Linked DNA regions of Macaca mulatta: region 2 is linked to region 1. The links are chromatin contacts, called in public Hi-C maps. All regions are on one chromosome and are shown on one strand. The core of a region is the stretch at or near the end of the contact, and the rest is flanking DNA. Distances in the headings are between cores, read along the strand shown.

Evidence for each region. A called contact is a pair of places that touch in the nucleus more often than the background predicts.
Region 2: a Hi-C map of CD4 T cells shows a contact between it and region 1, with 4 times the contacts expected there. The contact joins the promoter of PRMT1 here to the promoter of PRRG2 in region 1. A contact is called at or near these places in 3 of 14 Hi-C or Micro-C datasets (CD4 T cells, cortical neurons and liver).

The regions. Positions count from the first base shown.
Region 1 is chr19:62,027,158-62,031,531 of T2T-MMU8v2.0, reverse strand. It overlaps PRRG2 (proline rich and Gla domain 2), which reads right to left and starts at 2,458. Exons shown (of 8, transcript XM_015124583.3): 1 at 2,403-2,458; 2 at 1,636-1,691. It also overlaps a transcript of NOSIP not described here.
Region 2 is chr19:62,128,922-62,133,295 of T2T-MMU8v2.0, reverse strand. It overlaps PRMT1 (protein arginine methyltransferase 1), which reads right to left and starts at 2,408. Exons shown (of 9, transcript XM_077981014.1): 1 at 2,359-2,408. The coding sequence starts at 2,394.

The DNA of each region.
Region 1 (4,374 bases), core at 1,209-3,708:
GAGCCACTATGCTCTGACTCAACTCATTTGACTTTTCACAGGAGTCATACAAAAATTAGCCGGGCGCGGTGCTGGGCGCCTGTAATCCCAACTACTTGGGAGGCTGAGGCAGAAGAATCGATTGAGCCTGGGAGGCGGAGGTTGCAGTGAGCCGAGATCGTGCCATTGCACTCCAGCCTGGATGACTGAGTGAGATTCCATGTCAAAAACAAAACAAAACAAAACTTTGCACAGGAGTCCTTTTTTTTTTTTTTTTTTTTTTTTTGAGACGGAGTCTCGCTCTGTCGCCCAAGCTGGAGTGCAGTGGCGCGATCCTGGCTCACTGCAAGCTCCGCCTCCTGGGTTCCCGCCATTCTCCTGCCCCAGCCTCGCGAGTAGCTGGGACTACAGGCGCCCGCCACCGCGCCCGGCTTATTTTTTGTATTTTTAGTAGAGACGGGGTTTCACCGTGGTCTGGATCTCCTGACCTTGTGATCCGCCCTCCTCGGCCTCCCAAAGTGCTGGGATTACAAGCGTGAGCCACCGCGCCCAGCTTTTTTTTTTTTTTTTTTTTTTTTTTTTTTAAAGACAGTCTGGCTCTGTCACCCCAGGCTGGAGTGCAGTGGCGCTATCTCAACTCACTGTGACCTCTGCCTCCTGGGTTCAAGCGATTCTCCTGCCTTAGCCTCCTGGGTAGTTGAGATTACAGGCGCGCATCACCACGCCCAGCTAATTTTTTTTTTTTTTTTTTTTTTGAGACAGAGTCTCACTCTGTCGCCCAGGCTGGAGTGCAGTGGCAGGATCTCAGCTCACTGCAAACTCCACCTCCCAGGTTCACACCATTCTCCTGCCTCAGCCTCCCGAGTAGCTGGGACTACAGGCACCCGCCACCATGCCCGGCTGATTTTTTGTATTTTTAGCAGAGATGGGGTTTCACCGTGTTAGCCAGGATGGTCTCGATCTCCTGACCTCGTGATCTGCCCGCCTCAGCCTCCCAAAGTGCTGGGATTATAGGCGTGAGCCACCGCGCCCGGCCCATGCCCGGCTAATTTTTACATTTTTAGTACAGACAGGGTTTCACCATGTTGGCCAGTCTGGTCTCAAACTCCTGTCCTCAAGTGATCCACCTGCTTCAGCCTCCCAAAGTGCTGGGATTACAGGTGTGAGCCACTGCGCCCGACCAGGAGTCCTATTATTGTCCCCAATATAGAGAAAAGGAAACTGAGGCACAGAGAGGTAAAATAGCTTGCCAAAGTTCACACAGTGTGCAAGTGTGAGAGCCAGGATTTCAGTGAAGGCAGTGTCCGCCAGAGAAGAGAGCAGAGAGCAGGCAGCTTATCTTTTTTCCCCATTGTGTCTACAGCACCTGACACAGATGCTCATAAACATGTCCACTGGTGATCTGGAGTCTTCCCTTCCTGGTAATTTCCACTTGTGCCTCTCTCTGTGCTCATTGTCACATCCACCCACAGACAACAAAGATTACAAGAGAGGCAGAGGCAGAGGATTAGTTGTATTATCGGGTCTAGGGACCTAGGGGGCAGGGGCCTTGGACTCCTGGGCCTAGGAGCCCCAAACTTCTGGGTCTCGGAGGGGCGGGAAGCCAGGATGCCTGGGTCCCCAAGCCAGGCTCTTCCTCCAGGGACATTCACTTACCTGCCCAGAAATGTGAGCACTGCCCCTTCCTCTTTAATGGAGACCTCCTTAGCCAGCTGTGAAGAGGGACAGGGAAGAGGGGAGGGGATAAGGAGGAGGGTGCCCCACTCCCGGTAACCAAGCCTGATCCCGGTTTCTGGCAGGGGGGCGGAACTTGCCATTACCTGCCCTGGGCGGGACTCAGGTAAGGGACAAAGTATTTAAAGGGACCTTGGGATAAAGGACTTAAAGTCCGGAGATCCATGGGGAAGCCAAGGTGTCGAATACCATGGGGCACTTGGGGGATTGGATTCGACCCTCCTCCTCCCTCTCGCCCCCTACCCGCTCTGGCTGTACCCTGGAAGTTCGCCTGGCCGAGCTAGAAAAATTAATGTCTGGGTCCCTAGATACCTAGAAACTAGCGGGGACGATATGCCTTAGTCCCTGGGACAGCTGGGCAGTGCCGCAGTAAATCCCTGTTTCCTGAGGGCGACTTGAACGGCTTTGACTTTCAATTTCCCAATGGCTCTGTCTGTAAAATGGGAGCGCAGTTGTCCCTTCTCAATTGAGTTTTAAGATGCAGCAAGAAGAGTGGATGATATATTTGGGGAAGTGGGCTTCCCGATCTCTAGGGGAAGTGATTAGTCCTTAAATTTGGGCTTGGAGGGACTCAAAGCCTGGGAATCAAGCAGGAAAAAACGATCTCCCTGGGAAATGCCTAGTACATAGTAAGCGTTCTCCATATTCCCACCAGGTTCAATATCCGGAACCTTCTATTTGCCACTCACGTTTCCGAAGGGAGAAAGAGAAGAGAGGACTTGAGCAAGCCAGGCGAGGCACTTCCGCAACTAGGGGCAGCTCTACTTCCGATGCCTTCTACTGGGCGGAAGTGGGCGGAGCGGAGGGGGAAAATAGTGCTCCTTTCCGGTGTCGGGGCACAGTTGAAGAAGCGACCGAGGGACCGGGAGTCGTTCGGGAGGTAAGTTCGAGGCGGTGCAGGAAGGGTGTTGCTGGGATCGCTTTCCTGCGGGCTAGAGATCTGGGGTCCTGAGGGAGACTGGGGCAAGATTTTGGATTCCCGATTCCCTGTCAATCATTATTAATAGAGCTGTCCGGGCGCCCCAAGTTTGAAGCTGAACTACACTCTCCTGGAGGTGGCCAACCGTCCATCGGGCAGTTCTCTCTCCTTCTGTGTCTCTCACTCTCACTCACTCACTCTCACTCTCTCTCACAATAAACTCAGCGAAGTGGTAGCCAGCATCGGCCAGTTCTCCTGAGAGTTACAGTTCCGCTGTAGATGATGGCGATTTGCTGGTGGTCCCAAGGGAAGGAGTGGACTGGGATTGCTGGCGGTCTAAGCAGTGGGAGTTGAGGAAAGATAACTCCTTTCCTGGCCTCAGTTTCTCAGACTGTGGTGGGACGGCGGGCGATACCAGATTGTGCAGTCGTCCATCGCCACCTTCTCTTCACGTTTTTGATAGCCCCTTCCCTCTCGGGGTTGGTGCAGGGATTCACCTTTTCCTGTGTGGAGCTTCGGGGTCAGGCAGTCGTGGATTCGCATTCTGATTGTGCTGCTAATTCTGTGAACTTGGGGCTTGAAGGGTCCTTGAGACAGTTTGATGTTAATGTTTTCTTATGAAAATGTTCAAACTTACATAAAACTGAGAGAAGAATACAGGAATTTCTGTCACCCAAATCTACCAATTATTATTTTTGCCATACTTGCTGTGTTTTTTTTTTTAACCATAAAGAGATTAAAACAAATCCTCGGCATCTCGACACTTAAGGATTGTCAAAAGACAAAATTACAACACATGTAGTGAGAAGATCTTAATTGGCATTTATTTGTGGATCTACAATCGAACAACATCTAATTATGGAAAATAGCATGAGTGTTCCGATGAGCTGAGCAGAGGAGGAGGTTGTTTTCAGAGACAAAGGGCTGAGAAAGTCAGAAACTGAAAACAAAAAGCTAGTTGGTTAAATTGATTAACTTGATTAAATTTCTAAGTTAAAGGTTAAAGTAGAGGGGACTTCCTTTATCAGGTGGGCTAAAACTGGGCTGTTTGGGGATTTGGCTATTATCTCTCTCCCGATGTCTCAGAAGATCGGGTATCAACTTAGTTTTGGCTTGGAAGCATGGAACTTTAGCATGAGTGACTCCATTTTGGTTTGGTTCGTTGAACCTAGTGCAGGAGCTCAGTCCTAACCAATGACCTTCTATAAATTTTATTTAACAGGGTGCGCGTGTGAAAACCAGAAACATTGCTAATATGACCACAATACCATTATCACACTTTACAAGAACAACTGTAATTCTAGACTACTATCCATTACGTGGTGCAGAGTCAAGTCCAGTGTAACTGTGGGTTTGTTGCAATCAGGATATAGTGTTTTTTGCTATTGTGTTTTACATCTCTCTTAATTTAGAACTGTTCCGGCTGGGCGTGGTGGCTCATGTCTGTAATCCGAGTACTTTGGGGGGCCCAGGCAGGCGGATCACGAGGTCAGGAGATCGAGACCATCCTTGCTAACATGGTGAAACCCTGTCTCTACTAAAAATACAAAAAATTAGCCGGGCGTGGCCGGGCGCGGTGGCTCAAGCCTGTAATCCCAGCACTTTGGGAGGCCGAGACGGGCGGATCACGAGGTCAGGAGATCGAGACCATCCTGGGTAACACAGTGAAACCCCGTCTCTACTAAAAATACAAAAACTTAGCCGGGCGAGGTGGCAGGCGCCTGTAGTCCCAGCTACTCGGG
Region 2 (4,374 bases), core at 1,159-3,658, 100 kb before region 1:
AAGAAAGGGGGTCTCCTATCCCAGCTGTGGCTGGAGAGATGGTGGCCTGCCCCCTTGTTGCCCCTCTCTGGCCAGGCAGCTGACCACACACCTCCCCCATCCAGGCCAGGGGAACTGGCACCCACCCCCGCCAGCTGTCGCTCCCTCTCATCACCTAATCTCCCCCAGATTAGGTGACACTTCCTGACACACACACCCCTATCCCAGGGTGCCATGAATAGCAGGAGGGAACGAGGCTGGCAGGGTATGCCCACAGGGCATCTGCCACCTCTGCAAACCAGTCTCATGTCTGAGAGGATTCCAGAATAGAGGTGTGGCACACGGGCACTTCCCCAGAGCTAGTACCCCAGCCCCCAGCTCCTGCCTTGGACTCAGGAGCCCCAAACAAAACCAGCTGGAACCAACCCGCTCCCTTATGACCCTCTGCCCACGAAGGTAGGGTCCCATGGAGGATGGGCAGCTCCTGGACCCTCTTAAGAATGAGCGGGCTCCAGAAAGTGGCTTGGGGGCGCGGTGGCTCACACCTGTAATCCCAGCAGTTTGGGAGGCAGAGGCGGGTGGGTCACCTTAGGTCAGGAGTTTGAGACCGGCCTGACCAACATGGTGAATCCCCATCTCTACTAAAAATACAAAAATTAGCTGGGCCTGGTGGCGGGTGCCTGTCATCCCAGCTATTCAAGAGGCTGAGGCAGGAGAATCGCTTGAACCCAGGAAGCGGAGGTTGCAATGAGCCGAGATCAAGCCATTGCACTCCAGCCTTGGTGACAGATTAAGACTCCGTCTCAAAAAAAAAAAAAAAAAAAAAAAAAAAAAGTAGCTTGGGGAGTCAGCCCATCGCCCCCATTTCAGACACCCATCCCAGGTCCTGAAGACTTCCAGGTGCGGCCAAGCCTGAGGCCACCTCTGGGAAAGTTATTTCCTCCGCCCACAGAGCCCCAGGTGCAGGAGACAGCCAAGAGGGTGCGAAGTCATTACAGTGACCCCTGGGAGCTGCATCCTGACAGCTTACAGCTGACCTGCCCCCCCAGTCAATGCCATGGGTAAAGGGGTGGAAGGACAGAGGCCCCATCAGATTACATCTCTTCCAGATGTGACCACTCCAAGAAGGGCCACGTCACTGGCCATGACCTACTAGGCTCCAAACACCCTCCCCCCAGCTCTCCCAAGCCAGCGGGGATGCCTATAAGAAAGGTGCTGCGGGGGTTTCCCGCTGGGGCCCATTTATCACCACCACTGAAAACTACTGCCAGACAACCCCAGCCCGAAGGCTTAAAACGCAAGACTGAAACCTCCCCCACATGGCTGCACGAGAACCAAACCTCACTTGAAACCATTTCAGGCACCCACCCTCAGGACCCCGGGGCTCAGGACCCCTACACAGGGCTTCAGGAAGGGGGAGGTCATCTCCCGCCCTCACAAAGGCCCAGGAGAGAGAAAGCGCTCCAGCAGAGGGTAAAGCTCTCAGCCTACGTATTTCCCACAACTCCTTCCCAGCGGACGTACCCTCCTCCCTCCGCCCTCCAGGAAGAAATCCGACGGGAGGTGGGCTTCAGGACACGCCCCATGAAAAAGATGTCCCTCCCACACACCCAGAAATGGCCACAAGGGGGTGCACGGCGCCTATTAGTGGGAAAATCTCCATCTAGATGCCCCACCACCACCCAGAGGGAGGTCACAGGGGCATGCCCCATCCCCCAACACCTAAAGCCCTGGGTGAGGGGGAGAACTCTAGGAGGGGAAATGGGGTCAGGGGGGCCCCATTCTTGGTTTTCCTCCAGTCCCTAATCCAGAACGCACAAATCCAGGGCCGATATCCCAATAGATGCCCCTGGAGCTCGGAAGGAGGTTGTAAAAGGCACTGCTCCTCCCAAAAGACACTCTACATCGTGGAGGGCCCCAGGTCGATCCCACCCCACGACGTGTGCCCGGGTCCCTGGGTAGGAGGGCTGGGGGCCTCAGGAGGGTCGGACCCCCTCCCCGCCCCCCCGGGCGCCCCTCCCCGGCCGGGGGCGGGGCCTTTGTCCCGCACGTGGAGCCCGCCGGGCCACCGGACTCGGCACACCCCCTCCCCACCCACCGCGCCGCGGCCACGTGGGGGCCTGGCCGGAAGCGCCCCCAGCCCTCCTCCACGTGGGAGGGGGGATAAGACCCTCCGCTAGGCCGGATGCCGAAGGCCCTTGAAAGCTAGGGAGCCGTCACCTCAAACGATATCCCCGGATGTGGAGCGTGCGGCGCCCCCGTGTGCGGCGGGGGACCTCCAACCCCATGTCGCCAACTTAGAGCCCTTTCCCCACCACAGAGGCGTGAAACATCGACCCAAAGCCGACCCCCGCCCACGGCGGCGCTCCAAGCGCTCACCTCCATGATGCAGTTCGCGGCCTCGGCTGCCGCCATCTTCACCCGCAACTACTCCTCCTCCAGCCGCCAAGACCCCCCCTTTCTCCTCACTCCCCCGGGACCGCCTTATACCAGAGGGTCCACGGCCCGCCTACCGCGACCCCGCTGGAAGATTTCATTGGCAATGGAGGCGGCCCGTCTGAGAATACCGTCTGATAATTGGCTGGAGAATACGTCCATCATAGGTCAGGGGTTTGCCAACACTGGCGTCCAGAATCCCGCCCCCTCAAGTCGACCCGAGATGGGGAAAACTGCCCGTCTATTGCAAGAAGCGCGACTGGTGATTGGGCAAAATCCACGAGGAATGCCCGCCCCTTTACCCCCAGCACCGCCTCAAAGCTTCCCGGGGAGCCCCGCGCTAAAGGGGCGTCTTGAAACAACTGTCCATCACCAAAACGACCCGCCTCTTAATCGCTGCCATTGGTTTATCCGGAAGTGACGTCACGCGGCCTTTCACCCTCGCCAAGCGGCCAGTCTCAAGGAGAACACGACAATTGGCCCACGGGTGGGGAAGAAGGCGGGGCTTCAGGCACCAACGATTGGCTCAAAGGAACGATCACGCCTAGTCCACTCGGTGGATCCTCCCAACCCGGGGGGAGTCTCGAGGAAAAAGGGAGCTTGTGCTCATTACCTGGGAGAAAAACTGAATCAGTGAGAGGCCCAGAGAGAGGAATGGCATCGCTGGGGTCCCCAAGCAAGTGAGGAATAGGAGTCCGCAGTCAACACATTAAATCCCTAGCCTTTGACATAATCATTCAAAGTTTTTAAAACCCATCAACCCCTCTCAAGGTACTTGGTTTTTGCCGAGTCCCTCCCCCTGCCAGGACCGCCCACCTCTCTTTGTCTTGTCAGCTTCTAAACGAGAATCAGAGCGCAGCTTAGGCACCACTTCCTCCGGGAAGCTTTGCTTGATTTGCAGGAAAAGTTCCTAGTTGAATGAGGCTGAATGCAAAGGGCCGAATGCGTGGGTCCTGCCCCTCCTCTCTCTGATCCCTCTGCTTCCCTCCGCTCACACTCCTCTCCAATCCCGGAATGAGCTCGCTCTTTGGTTTCTGGGCCTCGGTGCAGGCTATACTCTCTGGCGTGCCGCTGGCAAACGCCTGAGACTTAAAAATTTCCGATAGGATTCGGGCGCAGTGGCTCACGCCTGTAATCCCAGCACTTTGGGAGGCGGAGGCGGGCGGATCACTTGAAGTCAGGAGTTCGACACCAGTCTGGCCAACATGGTGAAACGCCCATTTCTATTAAAAATACAAAAATTGGCCGGGCGCGGTGGCTCAAGCCCGTAATCCCAGCACTTTGGGAGGCCGAGACGGGCGGATCACGAGGTCAGGAGATCGAGACCATCCTGGCTAGCACGGTGAAACCCCGTCTCTACTAAAAAAAAATACAAAAAACTAGCCGGGCGAGGTGGCGGGCGCCTGTAGTCCCAGCTACTCGGGAGGCTGAGGCAGGAGAATGGCATAAACCTGGGAGGCGGAGCTTGCAGTGAGCTGAGATCCGGCCACTGCACTCCAGCCTGGGCCACACAGCGAGACTCCGTCTCAAAAAAAAAAAAAAAAAAAAAAAAAAAAAATTTGGCCGGGCGGCCGGGCGCGGTGTCTTATGCCTGTAATTCCAGCACTTTGGGAGGCCGAGGCAGGCGGATCACAAGGTCAGGAGATCGAGACCATCCTGGCTAACATGGTGAAACCCCGTCTCTACTAAAAATACAAAACATTAGCCGGGCGTGGCGGCGTGCTCCTGTAGTCCCAGCTACTCGGGAGGCTGAGGCAGGAGGATGGCTTGAACCTAGGAGGTGGAGCTTGCAGTGAGCCGAGATCGCGCCACTGCACTCTAGCCGGGGCGACAGACTCTTGTCTCAAAAAAAAGAAAAAAAATTAGGCCGGGCGCGATGACTCACGCCTGTAATCTCAGCACTTTGGGAGGCCTAGGTGGACGGATCACAAGGTGAGGAGTTCGAGACCAGCCTGGCCA